Regions from separate parts of the Sus scrofa genome. Here region 1 is linked to region 2. Evidence: chromatin contacts called from public Hi-C data. All regions are on one chromosome and are shown on one strand. The core of a region is the stretch at or near the end of the contact, and the rest is flanking DNA. Distances in the headings are between cores, read along the strand shown. Region 1 has its middle 360 kb from the start of AKR1E2. Region 2 overlaps LOC110255726 (a long non-coding RNA gene).

What was found. Hi-C and Micro-C count contacts between places; a contact is called where the count stands out from the background.
Region 1: a Hi-C map of omental adipose tissue shows a contact between it and region 2, with 2.0 times the contacts expected there. The contact joins two enhancer-like sites. A contact is called at or near these places in 4 of 47 Hi-C or Micro-C datasets (mesenteric adipose tissue, omental adipose tissue, skeletal muscle and 1 more) and 1 of 2 datasets of contacts at active chromatin or transcription factors (skeletal muscle).

The regions. Positions count from the first base shown.
Region 1 is chr10:66,049,798-66,055,207 of Sscrofa11.1, forward strand. No RefSeq gene overlaps it. Among named protein-coding and RNA genes, the nearest start is that of AKR1E2, 360 kb to the left of the region's middle. Within about 2 kb of position 3,539, at least 12 of the 83 cell types and tissues checked have an H3K27ac peak or open chromatin away from gene starts, as enhancers often do. A contact at or near this core is called in omental adipose tissue, where this site is marked.
Region 2 is chr10:65,829,130-65,835,104 of Sscrofa11.1, forward strand. All of the region lies in intron 1 of LOC110255726 (a long non-coding RNA gene), which reads left to right. Among named protein-coding and RNA genes, the nearest start is that of AKR1E2, 140 kb to the left of the region's middle. Within about 2 kb of position 2,237, at least 8 of the 83 cell types and tissues checked have an H3K27ac peak or open chromatin away from gene starts, as enhancers often do. A contact at or near this core is called in omental adipose tissue, where this site is marked.

The DNA.
Region 1 (5,410 bases), core at 2,289-4,788, 220 kb after region 2:
CCCCCATACAATGCATCTCACAGGCAGCCAACAGGAAAAATAAAATAACTCACTTCCCACGCCCGGTGAGACCCGCTCAATCACCTGCACAGTGAGACCCGCTCTTCCTTCTGCCCCGGTGCAGAGGCGTGTGGTTGACTCGCGGTCCATCGTACGCACATCTTCAGTTAGGGTTTACTTTTCACTGGGCAGCAGGGTTTCCCCTGTGCCACCTGACTTCCTCTTCACAGATTGGAGCTGCCCCCTCTCCCAAATGCAGAATGCCCTGGAATCGACAGTCTAGTCCAGTGAGAAAGGAGACTACATGCTCTCAAACGTGTAATGAAACCGCACCTGAAGAGCTACAGCAAAGTGAAGACGACACACTTGCTTTCACTCCGCCACCAGCCTGGGAAAACTTGCGGAGTGGAGTAATACGGAAGGCTCCTCTGGCTCTCCTGTCGGCCCTCGTGTTTTGTGAAGGAGGCGGCGCACGCACACACACACACACACAGGCACATGTGCACACACGATCACAAAAATGACCCTGGCTGCTTATTCTAGTGTGAGATATGAGTCGGATTAGTAAGGTGGCCTTAATTCTTGATCATCAGGCTAATAGAGCTGACACTGCAAACTCCGGGACGGTCTGGAAATGGAAGCCCTCTGTGCCCTGGCTCTGCCACTCACAGGGAGCATAAGCTGGACCTCGCTTCCTCTCACCGGCTGGTGTCCAGAGTGAATAATGGTGGTGTCTTCCCCACTGGTTGTTGAGAGACCATCCCCAGATCCGAGTACCGAGAGCTGAACTGAAGCAGTCGGAAGCCACCGCACACATACCTAAGTTTCCTTCTCTGCAGGCCTCATCCCGAGAGTAATGGTTTCGGGTTCCTAGGAGGAGTGGCAGCCGGAAAGTCAGCTACCAGAAATCTTTGTGACAGCTGCTAACTCATGTAAATATAACACCGTCTGGTGTTCCTTGAGTTCATGCTCCTGTAAAAATGGATGGGGCAAAGATGAACAGAAGTAGGGGTGAAGGTACTCACTGCCCGAATGTGGGATCCCCAGAAGCAGACTCTGAGATGAGGCTCTTAGGCTGTTCTTTATTCATTAGGTTCCTTCCTTCCTGGAAGACAGAGGCAAGAAACCCCCATTTCGATTGCCCTCCGTCATGTATCCACCGTGGTTAGAACAGGAATATTCCATTAAGCAAACAGAGCCAGTGCTGTTATCTACAAATTCCTTAGGCAGGAAAGTATGCATTTTATTGAGAACAGAAAACTATAATTTGCCTGGAGGATACACAGTTCACAGAAGGGGAACCTAGGTGTAAAAGCTCCCACGCAGGGCAAAGTTTATAAGAATAGTCGTTGCTGACACATGTGAATGCTGCCATGTGCCAGGCATCCTCTGTGGGCATTTGCGTCTGTCGTCACGTGGGCTCAGCACTGTCAAGAGATGGTAGGACTGCTCCTGGTCCACATGCGTGAGCTCAGTGTAGAGACCTGTATGCTGTCAGTAGTGGAAGCAGAACTTGAGCGACCTGAGCTCACTCTCCAGGCCCTCGGCACCTCCTCGGCGCCCTCTTCCTGCTTCGGCGGTCGCCCCGCGGCCGTGGCTTTCATGCCCTCCCAGGAGCCGCTCTCTGAAGGCAGGCTCTCGTCTGCGTTGCGCATGCCCGTATCACCTGGCACAGCGCCAGACACAGATAAGAGGAAGAAGAGACACGTCTGCCAGTCATTCATGGCACAGAGCTGCTCATTCCCCGCCGTATTTCTGCCCAAAGAAAGAAAAGTTGGGGCCAGTTTTACTGGCCATCGAAAGTTTAATCCTCCCTGCAAAGCTGACTCAGTCACTGGGCAGGCTGTATTTTTGGACTGCCATGCTTGTCAGTGTGAGCTCGGGCTGTAGTGTAAATTATAGGTCCATTCTAATCACGAGAAAGATAGTTTTAGTTCTAAATAAATGACCAGTCTCATATTTGAAATGTCCATTCCACTTTCCGGTCTGCTCACTTGGGCCGCTTGGTGGTGTGCAGATGCGGACTCCTGGGTGTGTGCTGGGTCCTCCAGGTTATACTGGAACTCCACCCAACAGATGCTTTGGCAGAAGTTGTTTTCATGGGAGATGTGTCAAACCTGTGTATTTATATTCATCTGTCTGTCTGTCTGTCTGTCTACAGATCCACCTTGTCCATAGAAGCCGTGAATCATTCCTCTGTCTGTTGTGGAGCCTGTGTTATTTCCAGCCCTTTCCAGTGAGAGTTACTGGAGGCAATGACACGGGACTGGGAAGGCCAGGTTGTCCCGATCCCTGGACATGCTAGCCATCACTCGGGCTTTCAGATACGTGCTCTTTGAATGGATAGTGGGCAACTGAGCAAATTTGCATTTCATAAAAAGCAGCAGCGGAAGAGCGGGGGGCGGGGGGGCGCTGAGAAGAGGAATAAAAAGGAGGAGGGGGAGACGCAAGGGAAGGGAGCCTTGGGAGCACGTGTGGGAGCGTGGCTTGTGATGATGAAGAGCAAACCCGAGAAATGCCAGCGCTTTGACAGTTCCTCCTCATTTTCTTTGAAATCTCCGTGACTTTATTTAGTGATTAAGAGTCCGTGTGTAGATAATGAAGCAAAGGAGATTTTAAAGTGAAAACTAATACTGAAAACAGGATGAGGAAGGAATCGGAAAGAGGTTGCTGTTGGTGCCGCCGACGGGGACAGGGGCTCTGTTCACAGGAGGGGACGTTGAAAGCGCAGTGCTTTCTATTAATATCTACAACCATTACCTAACACATTAGCTATTTTTGTTTCCAACAGCAGCTCCTAAATTTATCCATATATTAAATATTTTCCTTGGATGCATGGTGTCGTCCAGAAATATCGCAGCATTGCTGGGATGCTCAACAAATGTAATTCGGGGCTGGCGGAATCTTTGGTGCTAGACGCTGAAAGCATTGCTTTCATGTGTCTCAATCAGCCTTTCTCATTCAGTGGTTCAACTCTTTCTCGGACGGGCCCCACCTTCACCTGGAAATCTCAGCCGGGGCCGCTCTGAGCAAGCCCTTCTGTCTCGTGGGTGTGTTAGCGAGGGGCTGGCAGGCGCGGCAGCAGCTGGAGTGAGTCTCGAAAGGAGCGGTCTTGGCTGTGGGTCCCACGGAGCAAAGCTGGAGCCTGGGACGGTCGCTGCGGGGGGCTGTTGCGTCTGAGCCAGAAAGCTCGGGCCGTGAGCAGGGCCCGCCTGCAACCAGAGTGGAATTTGGTTATTTTTTCTAAGAGAGTTTTATCTTTCTGTTCTAGGCAGTTTGTCCCTGCGAATGGCCCGTGAGAGAAAAGGCTGGAGAAGGAAGGGAGGAGGCACATGGGGGCTGCGAATTTGGGGAGGAAAGGTCAGGAGGGTGATGGGGGTGGGGGCAGGAGCCTGGGGAAATAGGGCTTTTCGAGAGCAAAGTGGTTCTCCAGTCAATCCCAGCTCCCCTGCAGGGAGCAGGGTCCTCGTGCTGTGACGGCTCGTCCCGTCCGCTTGGCCTGAGCCAGATACAGCTGTTGGCATCTACCAGGATGCACCAGACGTGTCCACGTGCCCTCAGCTGGCTGCTGGGGATGCTGAGGTCGCCCTGGCTGTGCTTCTGTGGCTCTCCTGGGTGTTTCCCTTATCTCTGCGTCTCAGTCCCTCTCCACGAAGGCAGAGCCCCATCTGCCTGGCTCAGCTCTCCGATTCCAGGCTCTGCACAGCGCCTGGCACCAAGTATGCGCTTAGTGACCCGCGTGGAGTGGGTCATTCCACAACCGCACGAATTCGAAACAGCCTCCTCAGTTTTAAAGCTAGGTATCTGTGGTAGGCAGATAACGCGCTGCCCCAAAAATGTAGAAGAGGAGAATTTTCTTTTTCCTCTGGCCATCTTAGGTTCCTGGCCGGGGCTTGCAAACTAGACAGACAGAAGAGAGATTCACAGGGAAAAAGAGGCAGAAGTCATTAACGTGTGCAGAGCTCGTAGACTCAGAAAACTCAGCAGTGGGTGAGTCAAGGGGGTGGTTAGAACTTAGGCTTATGGAGCATCGTAATGAAAGAAAAACACACTTTCAGAAACATGACAAGACTTAGGAAAGGGACTTTGTGATCTAGGGCCGGCAAATTTTATGAAAGCAGATACACCGGGGACATAAAGGTTTGTTCGTAAGGTTTGCCGTGTAGACGCCTCTGGTGCTGGCTGTGGGCTGATCAGGGCGGAGAGTGGTCCCTGGTGATTAGCTTCCATCCTTCCTGGTAGAGAGGGGAGGGGGATCCCTTCACACATTTACCTCTTGCTTTTAGGCAAATTGGGGAGGGCAGAGAGCTTTTCTTATATCTACATCTTCTCACTTGTCTTCAGATCGAATTAACCCTTTTGGCACCATGGCGTATCCTGGGGCGGCTTACGCTACCAGCCTTCGGTGTCTCCATCCCACCCTAACAGAATCCGTGAATATGTGAAGTTATAAAGGCAAAGGGCAAGTAAGCCAGTAGAAGGAGTTACTTTGTCAATCAGCTGACCTTGGGATGGCACGACTGTCCTGGACTGTCGAGGGTCCAGTGTAACCATGAGGGGTTTTGTGAGTGAGACGGGGAGGGAGGAGGTGAGAGGCAGAGGGGGACTGGAAGATGCTGTGTTTCTGGCTTTGAAGACAGAGGATGGGGCTACGAACCAGGGGATGCAGGTGCCCCAGAAGCTGGAAAAGGCTGGGAAGCAGCCCCTCCCCTAGAGCCTGGGGAGAGAATGCAGCGCTTCTAACCCTTGATTTTAGCTCAGTGAGACCCCTTCTGGACGTCTCACCTCCAGAACTATAACACATCAAATTTGCATTGTTTTAAGCTGCTACGTTTGTGGTCATTTGTTTCAGTATCAGTAGGAAACTGAGCAAGCGTCCTTGTGTACAGAGTGGACCTCTGGAAAAGTTGCACATTAAAAACACTTTTTGTTACTTCCGTTTCCTTTCTCATGACCCCTTTGCTTCTACTTAACAGCCTCGTTCCTTTCCCGTAATTACTGTATACTGTTCAAGAACTAACTTATAAAATCTGTTTTCCACAAGAGGAGATTACTTCATTTTGACATAAAACTCCGGCAGGTCAAACTTTCTGTGCTCAAATAAAGCGATTATTGGCTGACCCTCCGCGTCGTTGCCACTGCGTGTGTCCACAGAGACGGGGGTGCGGGTGACTGATGGGGTGGTCTGAACCGATGACGTCTTTGACCAAATTGAATTACTCAGTCAGCCTTTTGGTTTGGATAATTCAACTCAGTGAAGTAACGTTTTAAGGAACTTGGAATTGACACTAAACAAGTTTCATTTCAGACGCAGAAGGGGTCATCCTTACAAGTTAGAACCTCCTGGAGCATAAACTCCTTCCTCAACAGCCCCCGGGGTCGACAGTTATTAATTATCAGTGCTCTTGGA
Region 2 (5,975 bases), core at 987-3,486:
AGCCACTGGTGTTACCCAAACACTGGTCTGGCCAGGCGATCTCATTCTCCACTTGAGTGGAATCAAACAGATGACTTGTCGTTGGACAAAATAACGGGGCCTATTTTGAGTGCTAGAGTCTGCCAAGCATACATTTTTGTGGCTTTTAAAAATAATATTAAGCCAAACTAGATCTCAGAAATGTAAAAGGTACTAACAGCAAAGCACACGAACCTTAAAGAAATTTGAGTTTCGCTGCATTACCAATTCTGCTGTCCTAACCCTTTCAGCAACAATTGGTAGCAATGTCTAGAAATAGGCGCTACAAAAAATGAAAGCAAATTCATTTCTGTCATGTGGTGAACTTACAATCCAAAGTTCCTATCTGTAATTTCCTGTGCTGTTCGTACATTGATCTCAACAGGATTATTGTCTGTGAAATGATAACAAGATATGAAAGAGAATTTCCCACCGAGACAAAGAAATCTCATTGAATAACTGAAAGGTGATATCTACCCTGAAGTTTATTGTAAATATATGTGCCTGTTGGATTTTTTTTCTCCCTTTTTCTGTAAGCCCTGCTTTTCATGGGGCCATATATCTGAAGCCCTGAAGCCTTCAGTCTTACCAGCACAGGTTCAAGTGCATTAGATGCTCAGAACCTACCAGAGTGTGTGTACACAGCAGGAACTTAATAAATAGGTATACACACATCCCTTTCTATATTTATACAGACACAGAATTTGTTCCTTTTGGGTCCCAATGGAGGGACTTCAATTCTTTAAGTATATAAACTGGTTTCCTCAGAAGAATCTGTGTTTGCTCTTAAAAGTATTCTGGCTTTAGTAGCTATATTTATGTCTATTTTTTAAAAATAAAATACTTTAGTTTTTTTTTTTTTTTTTTTTAGGGCAGTTTTAGGTTCAACGTAAAAATTGAGAGGAAGGTATAGAGATTTCTTTCTTACCCCTCCCCCACCACAGGCACAGCCTCAACTCTTAGCAGCACCACCCACCTGACTGAGACCTTTGTTCCAACTGATGAACTTACCCTGACACATAGTCATCACCCAAAGTCTGCAGCTTACCTGAGGGTTCACTCTCGGGGGTCATAACATTCTATGAATTTGAACAAGTCAATAAAGGCATATAATAACCATCACGGTATTTTATTCTATTTTAATTTTAATTTTTGGCTGCCCTGAGGCATATGGGGTTTCCAGGCCAGGGATCAGATCCTGAGCCACAGCTGCAACCTATGCTGCTACTGTGGCAACGCCAGATCCTTCACCCACCGTACCAGGCCGGGTATTAAACCTATGTCCCAGGGCTCCAGAGATGCTTCCAATCCTGTTGTACCATAGCAGGAACTCCCAGTATGTTTTTTTTGTTTTTGTTTTTTTGCTTTTTAGGGCCATACCTGAAGCAGATGGAAGTTCCTTGGCTAGGGGTCAAATCAGAGCTGAGCTGCCAGCTGACACCACAGCTCCGAGCAGCACTGCATCCTCAACCCAGAGATCGAGGTCAGGGGTCAAACCCACATCCTCATGGATGCTAGTTGAGCCACAGTGGGAACTGCCCATCACTGCATTTTAAAGAGTGCTTTCATTGTCCTCAAAATCCTCTGTGCTCTGCCTGTTCTCTCCCCCCTCCCCCAGCCTGTTCCCTCTCCCCTCCCCCAGCTGTGGGCAACCGCTAATCTTTTAATTGTCTCCATAATTTTGCCTTTTCCAGAATGCCATAGAGTTGGAGTCATCCAGTCTGCAGCTTTTTCTGGTTGGCTTCTTTCGCTTAATAACATGCATTTGCGTTTCTTTCCTCCATGTCCTTTCATGACTCGATGGCTCGTTTCTTCTCAACCCTGAATAATAGTCCACTGTTCACAGGACCACAGTCACCTAGTGAAGGTGACAGTTTACCCGGGTCCATGACCTAGGGAAGGACGTCGTGGATGCTTCTAAGTTTTGGAAAAGATGATAAGGTTGCTATTAATGTTCATGTGCAGGCTTTTTGTGTGTGCACATCAGTGTTCAACTCCCTTGGGCCGACCCGTTTTAGAGCTGTTCTAGTTCCCTTCCTTTTTGAGGTCAGTTTTGACTTTTTCTCACTTATTCAAGGTACACCAAGTACTTCCAAAGCATTCTGTTTTTCCTTGTTAGCCAAGATTCCTCGTGTCTCCTGCCAGCAGAGACCTCTACTAGGACAGGCCCTACAGTTGGGCCAGAGCCGACCAGCATGATTTACAGAGTTCTGGAAACAAATTCATTCTGGTTGTGCAATTCCACACTCAGCGCTCTGCTTGCACCAGGCTGTATCAGCCTGGGAGGCTGACAGTAATGCATGGGAAGAAGCCTGTTCTTATCAGAGCATAAGGTATCAACTCTGCACTCCCTTTGTACCTGGTACGATTATCGTGCTGTATGACCCGTGCATGGATGACTTACAGCTGGCCCCCGGCACACTCATGCTGCACGCTGACATGAAGAACTAATGGTTTCAGATCTGACATTTATTTCACATCACATATGGACCGGGAGGGGGAAAGTCCATCTTCCAGAAGATGCTTTATGTTGTTGACTCAGACGTTGCCATTTTGCATATCTGTGTAATCCCTGGTGGTGATTGTGGGGTCTGGAAGCTTGAACTTCGGTTCTAGGTAAACCCTGGTGATTTTCTCATCAGTCCACGCCGACTTGGCTGACTCCTCCATCCTTTAGATGCTAAGCCTTGATTGGTCACCCAGGTGTTCACCCTACATGGTCTTAGGGCAGTCTGGGCCAATTTGTAACCTACCAATCCAGTGGTTGGGAGTTCGCATACTTGATGTTTATAGTTTTTCTCTAATTTTAAGTAACCTTTTCATAGTTTTCTGGTACAAAAAATTTCTTAGGTGTGCTCCTGTCGTGCTCTGCTTGTTGGAAAGAACTCTTTCAAATAATTCACATGTTTAGATACAGAAAAGGTGTTCTTGCCATGTTTGTTCACTGTTGATGTATTTGTTTACTTTTGTTTTTCCACGGAGTTGGTTTCCAGAATTTCTAAAGAGAACCTTTTACCTGGCTTTTGATCTTTAATATTCAAGCTGAGATAGTTATTGTTTAAATTGATACCCCGCCCCAAATCGGTTGTGTTAACTTGCTGGGCTGTTGTAGAAATTGAATGAAACAAAGTCTATGATTTCCACACATAGAAGCAATTTTGGGCTGGCAGAGTCCAAATCTTTTCACTGTGTGGACACAAAATCGAGGTCCAGATAGTGATTAAATTACCGGGGTTGTGTAGCTAATGAAAAACCCTGTGAAGAATATAACATATTTTCTAAATGCAATGTGTGAAATAAGCACATAAAAACGCTCCAGGAACTGTAACATCATATAAAAAGGAGGATAATTTCTTATTACCATTTCCTGGAACCCTTTCCTTTGTTCCCAATATGATGCACAGGGTGACTGAAGACCAGAAGTAAAATACATGATATTCTTTGTTTGAAGGTAAGATACACAAACTGTGAATCCACTCTGACAGAGTTACACAAACGGGAAGAAAACCTTTCAGAACGTTGTTTATATCTGCCATCACTCACTCATTTTTTTTTTCTTCTCTATAAAATAATGGCATCTTTTGAAGTCAAACTAGTGATAAAGAAAAGGAACCTCTGGGTACACGTGAGAGTGTTTCCATGTGTTTTTATCTTCATTCCCTCTGGAAGGAAAATAGGAAATAGATAGATTGCCGTAATGTGTTTGACCTTATTAAGAGGTGTTTTGCATGTCTATTGAGGAGTCTGAAAAGAATTAGAGATCGATGCTTAGAAAACTAAGGATATTCATTGATAGTTTGCATCTTCCCTTCAGCAGATATTGATCAAGCTTCTGCATGAGGCACTGTTCTAGGTGCTGGAGATGCAGCAGTGACCAAAAGCCAAAGGTGGGGTTGGGGGCAAGGATAGAGCTGCTGCTTGAGGAACAGGAAGGAGGCCGGAGGCTGCAGCAGAAGGATCGGGGGAAAGGGTGTCGGGGTGAGGCTGAAAGGAGCAGGAGAAGGTGTGACTCAGCCTTCAGCTGTTGAAGGGCTTGGCTTTTCTGCTAATGGAGAAGGGAGACCTTTTCAAGGCTCTGAGCAGAGACATATGCCTAGGGTCACACTAGCTGCCATTCTGAGAAGAGAATCTAGGGGACAGGGACAGAGGCCGTGCGACTGGTGAGGCAGTTGTTTGTGAAGCACAGGCATGGACAGTGTGTCTTGGGTACAAGTGGGAGCACAGGGTGAGGTGAGCTGAGCCTGGCTCCAATGGGGCGTGTTCATTTGTTTATTTATTTATTTATTTATTTTGAATTTGCTTATAATATTGATGGAATGACCTAGTAAGAAGAAAAGGGGAGAAAAGGAAGGATTTTTTTTTTTTTGAGAAAATCACTGCATCTAATCAGTTTTCTAATGGGTTTCCCTACTTCCTTGGGCTTAGAAGCAATAGCTCCCACGGCAGCAGGCAGCGGCTCACTTATAGGATCTCATCCTACATCCAGGTACTTAGAAACGTGGCTGCAGGTTAGAGATGCCTTAGTATTTAGGGCAGGCTCCCCCTCCCAGGAGCTGTCCCCCAATGCTGCAGATGACAACAGGCAATGGAGGAGGTGAACTTCCCTTGTAGGAACTGCCTCCAGTGATGGGCTTTGGGGTTTGCTTTTGCAGTTGAGGGTCACATGACCAGAGTGTTTACTCATATGAATAATTAACTTGTATGAAATTGCTTCTATTAAAATATAAAAATATGTGTACCCCCCCAACATTAAAATTTAAAACAATTTCTGTTCTTTTCCTAAGCTTCATTCATCATTTGGGTCAAGACATGTTTGGGATGGGCTGGGAGGTGAAAGGAAGAAGGAGAATAACAGGTTTCACAATAAACCACAACTGTAACCCTAAACAAAGGGCATTATAGGCGACCACGTTTTTTAAAGTTGGCGTAATTATACAAAAAACATTCTGCTCTTTTTTTTTTTTTAGGGCCCCGCCCACCGCATATGGAAGTTCCCAAGCTAGGGGTCGAATCGGAGCTGTAGCTGCCAGCCTACCCCACAGCCACAGCAGTGCAGGATCTGAGCCACATCTGTGACCTACACCACAGCTCATGGCCATGCCAGATCCTCAGCCCACTGAGCAAGGCCAGGGATCGAACCTGCATCCTCATGGATACTGGTTGGGTTTGTTAACCACTGAGCCACGATGGGAACTCCCACAAAGCACATTCTTAATGTCTAGGTTTCTGGAACATTCCTGGATTCCAAAGGATCGCTATGGGGCAAGTGAAATCTTAAATTTTATTTACTTACACACTACCTTCTTTTCTGCAATTTTCCTTATAGTGCAGTTTACTGCCATTAGACAGTTTTTACTGAGACTATCTGAAGCTACTGGAAAGTAAAATGTGGCTGTGTGTTTAAATAATGAAGACAAAGTAGATTTTCCCCTTTCTGCTTATTTACATTTCCACTATAAAGTTAAACAGAGTAACAGATTTTATGCAAAATGTTTGCCAAAGACAGTTACCTTAGGTAATTTGTAATTATTTGAAATCTCCAGAAAACATGTTCTCTATGACTTAGGAGTAGTTTGTTTGTTTGTTTGTTTAAAGCACAGGCTTGGGAAATTCTAAAAGAGACATGAACAGGAATTAAAAATTTAGCTAATCAGATATATTAAGAATTTAGTTGTGGAGTTCCCGTCGTGGCGCAGTGGTTAACGAATCCGACTAGGAACCATGAGGTTGCGGGTTTGGTCCCTGCCCTTGCTCAGTGGGTTAAGGATCTGGCGTTGCCGTGAGCTGTGGTGTAGGTTGCAGACACGGCTCGGATCCTGCATTGCTGTGGCTCTGGCACAGGCCGGTGGCTACAGCTCCGATTCAACCCCTAGCCTGGGAACCTCCATATGCCGTGGGAGCAGCCCAAGAAATAGCTAAAAGGACAAAAAAAAAAAAAAGAATTTGGTTGTTAATCT